Regions from separate parts of the Ovis aries genome. Here region 2 is linked to region 1. Evidence: chromatin contacts called from public Hi-C data. All regions are on one chromosome and are shown on one strand. Each heading gives the region's core, a stretch centred on a gene start, on an enhancer-like site or on the middle of the called end of the contact. The rest is flanking DNA. Distances are from core to core; before and after follow the strand shown. Region 1 overlaps LOC132657535 (a long non-coding RNA gene). Region 2 holds the start of PLCL2 (phospholipase C like 2).

Region 1 (5,328 bases), core at 1,859-4,358:
AGTACTGACCTAGGGAAAGCTGAAGCGCACGCTGTCCAACAGGACTGGCCGTGATAAAAAATGTTATTTATCCACACTGTCCAACCCAGTAGCCAACAGCCATGTATGACAAGTGTGCTTTCAAGATGTGGCAGCCTCGAGTGAGGAAATGGAAGCTTTAACTCTATTTAAGAAATTTTAAAAGTTAAACAGCCGTACGTGCTGTGCGGTTGCTGTGTTGGACAGTGAGCAGTATGGCCACGAAAGGTGTGGTTCCTGGGCCTGCAAGCTTGTTAGAAGAGGGGAGTCTCAAGCCCTGCCCCGGCTTGCGGAGTCAGAACCGGCACTAACGAGACCCCAGGAGACTCACGCGCTCGGTCAGTTCTGAGTTAAGCCGCCCTGTACCCAGAAGGAGACAAGTCAGCAAGTCCTCAGCATCATCTTGTGAAGAGGCCTGAGCAGGGAGCTGTGGGGCAGAGGAGATGGGAGAACACTTGCAGATTCTCCTTTTCGTACACTTTGCTGGTTCGATTTTGATTCAACAAGTGTGAACGGCTTTTAAAATTTGTAACACAGTGAAGATGAACAGGAAGGTGGAATCACCCGTGCAGGCTGAATACGGTGATCTCTACTGTCTCCGGAGCTAGCACATGGGACGGGAACGGCACTGTCTTCTGACGGGCGGGACGGACTTGAACTCAAGGACAGAGGCACGCACCATACAGGAGTGGGGGCTCCCTGGCACTCTCTCATCCCAAGAAGACCCTCCATATTTAGTATAAATTTAATTAATTGCACTTCTCAACACCCTGCTGCCTGCCATCCAAGAGCGGTTAATGAAATTCACCCTTTCTGAGCCAACAACCTAACCATCAGGATTGGTTGGCATCCAGAAGATAAATATTGCTTGTGTAACTGAACTGAAGCAAGTGCTTATGTGAATTCTGAGTTTAATGAGGTTTTTCAACTAAAGAACACATTTCCCTTCCACAGATGCTAATCCACAAAGAGAAAAAATCCTAGGAAAAAGTAACTGAAAAATTCCTGACCTTGGGGGTGGGGATAGAAGTTGAGAAAAAGAAATATTAAAACTTAATCAATATGATCCTCTTAAAAGCACTCATCAGAAAAAGATTATTAGCTATATCAAATAATAAAGAGATTTCTTTATTATTATTTTCTTTCTTATTATTATCTTTTTTATTATCTTATTGTTATCTTATTATCTTCTTTCTTATTATTAGCTATATCAAATAATAGAGAGATTTCTTTGGTTGTAAATTATATCCCAGTGGCCTTCAAACTTTTGGGTTATACTATGCAACATGAATGGAGAAGGCAATGGCTCCCCACTCCAGTACTCTTGCCTGGAAAATCCCATGGACGGAGGAGCCTGGTAGGCTGTAGACCATGGGGTCGCTAAGAGTCGGACACGACTGAGTGACTTCACTTTCACTTTTCACTTTCATGCATTGGAGAAGGCAATGGCAGCCCACTCCAGTGTTCTTCCCTAGAGATTCCCAGGGATGGGGGAGCCTGGTGGGCTGCCGTCTATGGGGTCGCACAGAGTCGGACACGACTGAAGCGACCTAGCAGCAGCATATAACATGAAAATAATTTTACACACTCATACTCACACCACACTTATAACTTTACTAAACACAAAGGTTTACCCCTAACCTGTTTTCTGTTTTACTGTACATTATTCTATATATTCCATCCGGTTTCCGTGTTTAGAAAGTGCTTGTTATAACCTGCAGCACTAGCTTCATAACCTACTAAGTCAAGAACTGTGACTTGCAAAATGCTTTTGAGATAAGAGGAAAAGGAGGAGAAGAGAAGTGATCGATTGATCAACTGATTGATTCAAGAAAGAGAAAAAGGCAGATAGGCTATCCAAGAGACGGGGAGAAGGGTAGAGAGTGTCAGAAACAGAAGAGAGAGAGGAAGAGTGATTGATCCCAGTCCCTTCAGTCTGCCGTGCTCTGGTCAATGCCTGCCGACCCTAGGGGGTGTTCTCTCGCCCACAAGCCTGACCACATTCTCCTGCTCTGGGCCTTCATGCCCTCCCAGCATCCCCGATTCCCTTATTCTGCGGCTGATTACCTCTTAGTCACCTGAAAGCATTTTGGTTTTTGCACTAAGATCACCAAGTCCTCTGGTGGGGCCTCTGCCGGGTTTCTTCCATCTCTTTCTCCATGCTTCTGCTGATGGTCCCCTCTCCGCGCCTGCTTTCCCTTGACTGTCTCAGCTTCTCTTTGCCTGTATTTCTCCTCTCTCTTCGGCTCCTGACTGTGACCCTCCCCGTGACTGCCTACAACCAGATCAATGCCAAACATTGTGGGTTCACAAATCCAACTGCACGAGCGCAGTGGAGGGTGAGCCGGTCACGTGAAGTTATGGGGTGCTGCTTCCGAAACTCTGAGCACCCCTAGACCTCGGAGAAGACCCCTGCAGACCACCAAGGCGGCCTGGCTTCCATACTAAGACACCCTGCCTGGGGAGTTCTGTTGTCTGTGACTGTGAACAGAGCTGATGCGATCGTGGTATTCAAGAGAAAGGACAAATAACCAGAGAGGCTTCTGCAAATGGCAGCCTGTGGAAGGAAAAGTTTGTGAGGACACAGTGGCAGACTGTGGGTAGGAGTCTCCAGCAGGAAGCCCCGGCAGCAGGCTGGACCAGTGCCCACCCCGGGACAGCCGGGATCTAAACCACTGACAGCAACAGAAGGAAGGCCAGGAGAGGAGCGGTGCTTTCAAAGAAGAACCTCAGGTTAGCATCTTGGCCTTCCTAGCCTGGGCCAGGGTTTTAAAACCCAAAAGAGCATGGGAATCCTGCGAGAGCTATTCCAAAGGTAACCCTGTGCCCACTCTTCAAAGCTCTTGAAACCTCAGAGCACACAGATGAAAATTAAATTACTCCAAGGAGGAAAAACACAGGAGAGGAGTTTTCTGAGGCTGCAGAGCTGAAGCCTGGTTCGCGTTCAGCCAGGAACAGCTTGCCAGCCTTGGCTGCTAGTTCCTTTTCTGCATCCCCGAAACAGGAAATTACATGAGGCCCCAAACACGCTCCCCTACAGCGCCGTGACGGGGCGCAGCTGTCCGACAGCGTTTCCTGCATCCGGGCTCCGCACATGTGTGCATCCAGCACGTCTGCTGAGCACCTACCCTGGGCGAGGCTGGCCCACCGTGAGCACTGCGTTAGCCCTGCGTGTGAGCCTAGCCCAGTGGAGGAGGGTTCTGGGCTTCGGGAGGAAAGAAGTGCCCTTCGCCCTCCGGCCAAATCCCCCAGCACTCGGACTGCCTGTATATCGCTGCCTCTCCTCCTAAGGACCCGGGATCCCTCCTACCTCTAACCCCAGCCCGGACCCTAGGACCAGCCTCTTTGGCTTGAGGCTCTCTCTACGGGCAGGCATTTTGACTCACTGATGTCTGTGTGTTTAAGAAGCTCCAGAATAGAAGGCAACACGTCGAAATTATTAAACATGGCTTTCTAGAAGACGTGAGGGTGTTCACATCTCATGAAGCGCTGGCCGGGGCGCTTTTTTTTCCCTGAACTCGTCCATCCATTGCCTCGACCCTGTGTTTTGTTCACCGAAAGAGAAAGATGGGGAAAGAGAAAGAAAAGGAGGGAGGGAAGAAGGAAGGAAGGAAGGAAAGATTGTGAAACACGAAGAGAAAACAGACCTTCCTTCTTTCCCAAAGTGGAAAACGCTTTCTTTTTTTATTTTAGTGCCTGGCAGAGACTGCATGGTTGCAAATGTTACCCGGTACTAAACCAGATTAATTTTCCATTCAAGAAGAAAAGCAAGCAAATTGGGCTAAAGGAGGCGAATTGGGTTGCAGGGACCTATTATTTAGCACGTTTGAAATGAAAGCCAATACTGCTATTGAAGTGCAGGCTGAGAGCTTTCCCTTCCTCTATCTAACGCCCGCCCACAGGTTGCCTGGCAACCGCATTACGGTGCTGAGAACACTCCCCAGTGATAACTGACCCTGCATTTTAATTTTTGTGCTGATGCTTAAGTGGGACAAATAAATACATAAACACCATCGCCCTGAAACAGTACTCATCTCGCCTAAAGAGCTGCATGTGTAGATTACAGCATGACAAATAGAGGGGTTAAGAAAAAATTGGTGAAGTCTTTCTCTTTTCAGGAAGATGTTGTTCAAAAATTATGAACACTCTGGGTAGGCGTGTGGAAAAACCTAGTCAAACGGTGGAATGAAGTTAAGAACGAATGATGAATTTCACCAAAAGATTTTTAACATCTATAGTAGCGTAAAGAATTAAATGTTAATTTTTATGATCCCTGAATTGGAATAGTTCTTCCAAAACTAGGAAATAACACTAGATGTGGTATGCTAAATGGACCTGGTGGGCCACGTATGAGCCTAACAAGACCCTCACTTGCAGGAAATGCAATCCTTGAAGTGCATGGTAGAAAAACAGAGGCAGGTTAAGTGGGAGGGTTTCACGTCCTCATGTAGATGCTGTTCTGTGTTTTAAATAAACGACTTTGAAGGGAACAGTCTCCATCGCTCTTTAGTGACAACTTTGAAAGATGCGTCCCCTATAGTTACTTACATGTTCCTAATCTGGGGGCTAAGAATGTTTTTGCCATTTCTGAAGATCCCATCCTTCTAGTCCGTCATGAAGATGAAAACAAGGCCTGGCATACAACTTATCACTTGAGCATGTAGCAACATTTTTGCCTGGAAACTTAAACTCTTACCTGAAAGCACTCTTACGTACTTAGCCAAACAAACAAAGATTTAGGATTCAAATTCTGGCTCCCCAGCTTATGGGCGGTGGGACCCAGTGAGTAGCTGGCCATCTGATGTCTTTGTCGGTAAGGAGGATGTCACTAATAATAATCACCGCCCTGAACAGTCGTGGGCTGAGAGCCCGCACACAATGCTGGTGCACGGCCAGTGCTCAGTTCCAGCTGCCATTCCTGGTGACCACGGGCGTGTGCACACTCACTCGCTTCAGTCCTGTCTGACTCTCTGTGACCCCATGGACTGTAGCCCGCCAGGCTCTTCTGTCCCTAGGATTCTCCGGGTGCGGAAACTGGAGTGCGTTTGCCAGGCCTTCCCCCAGCGGATCTCCCCCACCCAGGGACTGAACCTGTGTCTCTCGCGGGTTCTTTACCACTAGTGCCACCTGGGAAGCCCACTCTTGGCTATGCAGCGTGGTACTATGAATGCAGAGGCTTTGACCTATTGCCACATCCGCCCTCTCTGGCGATGAAGGAATTATTCTCCTATCTTCTAGGGATACTGCTCTGAGACAGCCATCACCTCTGAACTTCCTTTGAAGACTTCCTCAGCTAAAGATCCCTACCTA
Region 2 (5,328 bases), core at 782-3,281, 45 kb before region 1:
ATTCCACATATCAGAAATGTTGGTAAACCATCCTTCCTAATCTCCCATGAATGTAAAATTAAAACAGATGCTGCTATAATTAAATAAGTTACACTGTGAACCCCATTGCAGACACCAATAAAATCTGAATTTTTTTTTTTTTTGAAGTGCAAACACAGGCCCTCCAAAAATATTGAGGCAGAGGCGTTAAGATGAGCTTGCACCTTCTCTGGAATTTCCACCACAAAGCAAAAATCACCACAAGTTATCTAGCAACCAATAAAACCAGGTATGACACGTAACTCTGTCAATGGGATTGATTACCACGCCTGGCTGAGAGCAACTCCCATGGCAACATAAGCGACAGAGTAAAAGAAAATATAAGTCCCTAAAAGCCAGGTGAGTGTGCAGCAAACATCCACTTTGCTCTCCTTAGTTCAGCTCTAAACACCTCCTGCAGATGGTCCATGCACTTGACCTTTAAGTCCTTTAACCGTGCCCTTTCTCAGAGGTAAACTGGGCAAACAGATGACAAAGCAAAAAGCAGTTTCACAACTGCCTGTTACATGGAGTTGCAAGGTGCTATATTTCACCAGATAAGTGCAGAAGCTGATAGCACCATCGGACACTGACACGCTCCTCAGAAGGTCCCTGTAGGTCCAGTTAAGTTTCAAACACCCCGAGTGCCAGTCCTCTTCACTGGGGCCCATCCTACCCTCCTTCCCACAGGAAGGGTGGGTGCAGGCCCATCACGGTGCTTCGGTGCTCACTGTCCCGGTGACCTCTCAGTTTTCAGAAAGCAACGTTTTCATATTTGCTCCAAACTTGAGCAGAAAGAGCTGGTCCTGCCTAAAGGCTCTGATCTGATCAGCTCGTGGATCATTTATTTTTTTCACTTCATGTCTCGAGAAATAGGTTTACCTTGCAGACCAGAAAATAATGTTCGAATGAAACCACCACAAACTCAGGAGTTCCTAGTATTACTCCTGGAGTTTAAGAGGCACCAAACGCTGACTTCCTTCTGCCAAATAACACCAGGCAAAAAGATATCAATACCAAGCAAACTGCCCAAAAGAACTTCCACAGAAGTGGAGGCCTGCCTGCTGCAGCAACCAAAAGACTAAAACCCCGCAGGACTGTAATCTCCCAGAGCGTCTGACCCTAAGAAAGCTGAGAGGTGCCTGGACCTTCAGAAACCTACTCCATTTCTCTTGAGTTGACCAGGGATTTGTGCACCCTCTGAGTCTCGTCATTGGCAAGAGGCAACTTACAGACCCATCGGAAGAAAACCCTACTGAAGAATCTCTGTTCGCTTGCCTGCGATTCTTAAGAAAATGTTTCACATGATCACCAACTGTCTTTAACATACAATAGAGACCGAGCAGGGGGTCTGTTCCACCAGCCAAGGCCACCGCTGGCAGAGGGTGCCCTGCCGGGCAGGTACCGGGCCATCACTGCAGGCGAGCCCTGCAGAGGTGACAGCCCCGAGTCCCAGGGGGCTGAGCACAGCTCCCCTGCACCCCTTTCCATCCTCCCCAAACGCCATACGCACCGGTCCCCGCTCTGCCGCCCGCAGCGCCGCCGGCGCAGCCCCGGTTCTCGGGAGCTGGGGGCTCCCCCTCCAGCCTCCCAGTCCTGCCGCCCGGGGAAGGACCCCCGCCCCCGGATGGAGAGGGGCGGGCGACGCGCGCCCCTCTCCCACCTACCTTGATGATGCTGCTCCGGCGGGGCAGGCCGCCCGGCTTGCTGTCCCGGGGGAGCGGGCAGGCAGCCGGGCCGGGGGCCGCGGCGAGCGCGGGGCCGACCCGGGCTTCGCCCCCGGGCGCGCCGAGGCTGCAGTCTCCGTTGGAGACCCCGGCGCTGTCACAGTGCGCCCGCCCGGGCCCGGGCCGCCCGCCGCCGCCGCCCTCCCCGGCCCCGGCCCGCAGGGCGCCCTTGGCCGCCAGGACCGGGCCCGGGGAGGAGGGCAGGGCCCCGCCGGCGGCCCCCCGGCCGCGCTCCGCCATGGGCGCCCCGCGACCCGCCAGCACAAAGCCGCGTCCCCGCGTCCCCGCGTCCCCGCCGCCCGGGCCGCGCGGCCCCTCCTCCGCCGCTCCGCCCGCCGCCGCCTCGGCCGCTTCTTCCGCTTCTTCTTTTTTTTTTTTTTTTAATTTCGATGTGCTGTCGGCTTCGGGCTCGCCTCGCGCGCGGTCAGAGCCGCGGCGGCGGGACTATCGGAAGGTTCCTGCAGGGGGAGAAAAGAGACGCGGTCAGGCGGCCCGGGGCCCGGGGACACGCCCGGCACACGCGCCGCGGGCAGCGCGCGGCCCGGGGCGACGAGGGAAGGGGCACTGTCCGGGGACGAGGCGCCCTCCCGGGAGACGAGGCGCTCTCTGGGGACGGGGCACCCTCCATGGGACGGGGCACCCACCTCGCGGGATCCACCCGGAGGACAGGGCGCCCTCCAGGGGACGGGGCACCCACCGCGGGGGACACCCGGCACCCACCGCGTGGGACCCACCGCGGGGAACCGGGCGCCCACCCCGGTGACGGGGCGCCCTCCCGAGGGACGGGGCGCCCCGAGCCGGCGCTCCACCCGGGACGGAAACGCCCGGCACACGAGCCGCCGCGGGCGCCAAGAACGCCGCGCGGCCCGGGGGAGAAGGGGCGCCCTCCTCGGGCTCGGGGCAGCGGCGGGCGCCCCGACGCGCCCCGGCCACGCGGAGGCTCCTCCCGAGGCCCCCGCGGCCCAGGGCGGGCGGGGGCGTCTCCCCCGACCCCAACCCCGCCGATGCTGGCGCGCGCCGGGCCCGCCGCGTACCCCCGGGGTCAGCGCAGGGCGGGCAGGGCGCCCGGGACCCGCCCGCCCCCCCGCCTCCTCGGGGCTCCGCGCCGCCCCCTGCGGGCCGCGGGGACCCTCCCCTCCCCGGACGCACCGCGGCCGCCCGGCTCCCGCTCCAGGTCGCCGCCGTCGCGGCCGCTCCCGCCGGGCCGGCTCATCGGGCCGCGGGGACCTCGCTGCCCGGCAGACGGCGACGGTGGGCGGCCGAGGGTCGACGGAGGCCCCCGGCCCCTCCGGAGCTCTGGCAACCGCCCGTCAGCCGCCGGCGCCCCGAGGGGCCGCGAGCGAGCAGGCCACTGGCCGGCTCCGCCCTGCGCGCGGGACGAGGCCCCAGAGCCTTCTCCTCGGGGTCCCCCTCCGCGGGCCAGACCCGCTGCACGTGCAGAAACCGGCTCGGTTCTCCTGAACCGGGCATCTGTGAGCGGGGTCAACCCGTGGCAAGGACGCTGGGGCCGGCGGAGGGGACAGCGAGAGACGAGAAGCCGGGGACGCGGGCAGAGCCCAGTCCGGGGCCCCAGGGGTTCGTCACATCGTCCACCCCCCAGCGCCCTCCCCGAGCCGGCCGCCAGGAATGCCCGCTGGTCCGCGGCCTGCGCCCAGGGTCAGCCTCCGCTTTGGGAGAAAAACCCTACTTGGATCGCTAAGCAGGCCCCTCCGGGTCTTCCTTCCTCCTCCCTCCCCCAGGATTTCAGGTCGAGTCAGCAGCGTGAACACCCCGATCTTGTCTCTTTTTGTCGCCCCCCCCCCCCACACACACACACCCCTGCTGTCCATCCTTGGAGCCAGACACGGCCCACATCGCCAGCTCGGCGCCCCCTCTCCACCCCAGACGCCCTGCCCGCATCTTCCAGCCCTCTCCCCGCGCCCCAGCGCTTCTCCAGCGCGTGTGTTTCCTTTTCCGGGACTGCGCTTCCCGCAGGGCGCGAAGGAGAAACTGACCGTCCGCTGGGGGCTGAACTTAAAGACCCTGCTTCCATTGGCACGATGTTGTGGCCAACTGCGAAGGAGCCTCCGAGCAGGAAAGCAGCTTTCCAGACATACACATACCCACTTCCCTGCCTCTGAAGCAACTTCAGATACCTGTTATTCTTGGGGGGTGCTTTGGTTCTGATCTGGATTCCTGTTTTCGTAATCTATCAGACATACTTTTATCCCTCTCTTGCAAATCTGGGCCTACATGTGAATATCTAATGTCACATCAATGAACAACAGTGTTTGAATATTTTATTCAGTCATATCCCTTTTCTTTCTTTCTGCCCTTTTTTCTAGTTTGGTTCCTTTTTTTTTTCCACCTCGTGATATTTTTGCAGGAAAATATACTCAAATAATTCAAATCAGGTTCTGAAGCTGTCTTATCAAATGTATAGGCATAATAGCCTGTGAGTATGCTGTGGGGAGGAAAAGAAGAATGCTAGGCCTTTATCCTTAAAGTTTTCTAATTTTGATATTTTGAGTAAACATCTGAAGATATTTCCAACCTTTTCCTGCATTTATCAATCACCAGTAATATGCTATGAGAGTCATATCTTTGTAACTCATACCACGAGTTTCCTAGGGTGAGGGGGACATATAGACTGAAAGCTACAGGGTGCTCTTTCTAAAACCTGGTTCTCATAATGCTTCCAAAATGAACACCTATCCATCTCACTCTGGATTCCCAACAGGTCAAACCAGGGAGACGTCACTGAAATAGACTTGGCATTTAAATTAAAACGTTTCCCAAAGCATCTTGGCAGACCGGTACCGAATGATGCCAGAAGCCCAAGGCCTGTGCCAGGTTCTGTTTTATCCCCCAAGCGCCGTCTTCCGCGAGTCGCTGGTCGCACGCCTGCAGGTGTTGGAGGCGTGCTTCTGCGTGGCGCACACGGCCAGACTGTAGGCACCATTCTTCCCTGTTGGTCATGGGAAGCAGCGTGTTCCCATCACGCGCACCGTGCTCAGCCCGCAGCAGGCTTTGTTTAATAGCTAAACTCTGATTTTTTTTTTTTTTCATCCCAAGCAGCACAGGAAGCAATTGTTCCTCCCCCTTTCTGCTTGTTTCTCCAGTTACTAAGTGATTGCTTTCCACTTCTCCTATTCCAGGAGCAGTGTTATTGAAAAAAAAATTGTAAATATTTTGCCAGAATTCTCGCTGAAGTGTTTTTATGGCATTGTAAAATTCATAGAAGTTCGAATTAGAAAAGGAGCCAAAATGTCATAGTCCTCTCTCAGCAAATACTGTCTAATGGTCCCTTCCGATGACTTTTCAGAGTTGAGCAATAAGAGATAGGCAAGACATCAGTAAAATGCTCATTCTGAATATGGTGTGTATGGCGGTTTATTGTCTCTGTATGCCAATGGTAAGATGCTGATGAATTGTTTGTTCATAATGTTTAAAGTAAATACATACCTCTAAAAATCTCGGTTTTTTTTTTTTTTTTGGTCATGCCATCAATTCATCTCTTGATGAATTCATCATTTTCTTCAGATTGCAATCTGCTTGGGCTTTTAATCATTGTTGTCACCCTGGACGGCACGATGTTCCGTTT

The links. Hi-C and Micro-C count contacts between places; a contact is called where the count stands out from the background.
Region 2: a Hi-C map of liver shows a contact between it and region 1, with 2.1 times the contacts expected there. The contact joins the promoter of PLCL2 here to the enhancer-like site in region 1. A contact is called at or near these places in 5 of 16 Hi-C or Micro-C datasets (blood and liver).

The regions. Positions count from the first base shown.
Region 1 is chr1:274,868,516-274,873,843 of ARS-UI_Ramb_v3.0, reverse strand. The region is part of intron 2 of LOC132657535 (a long non-coding RNA gene); the gene reads right to left. The region is part of intron 2 of LOC114110669 (a long non-coding RNA gene); the gene reads right to left. Among named protein-coding and RNA genes, the nearest start is that of PLCL2, 44 kb to the left of the region's middle. Within about 2 kb of position 3,108, at least 23 of the 54 cell types and tissues checked have an H3K27ac peak or open chromatin away from gene starts, as enhancers often do. A contact at or near this core is called in liver, where this site is marked.
Region 2 is chr1:274,911,947-274,917,274 of ARS-UI_Ramb_v3.0, reverse strand. PLCL2 (phospholipase C like 2) reads right to left here and starts at 2,031. Exons shown (of 4, transcript XM_060396699.1): 1 at 1,686-2,031. The coding sequence starts at 1,985.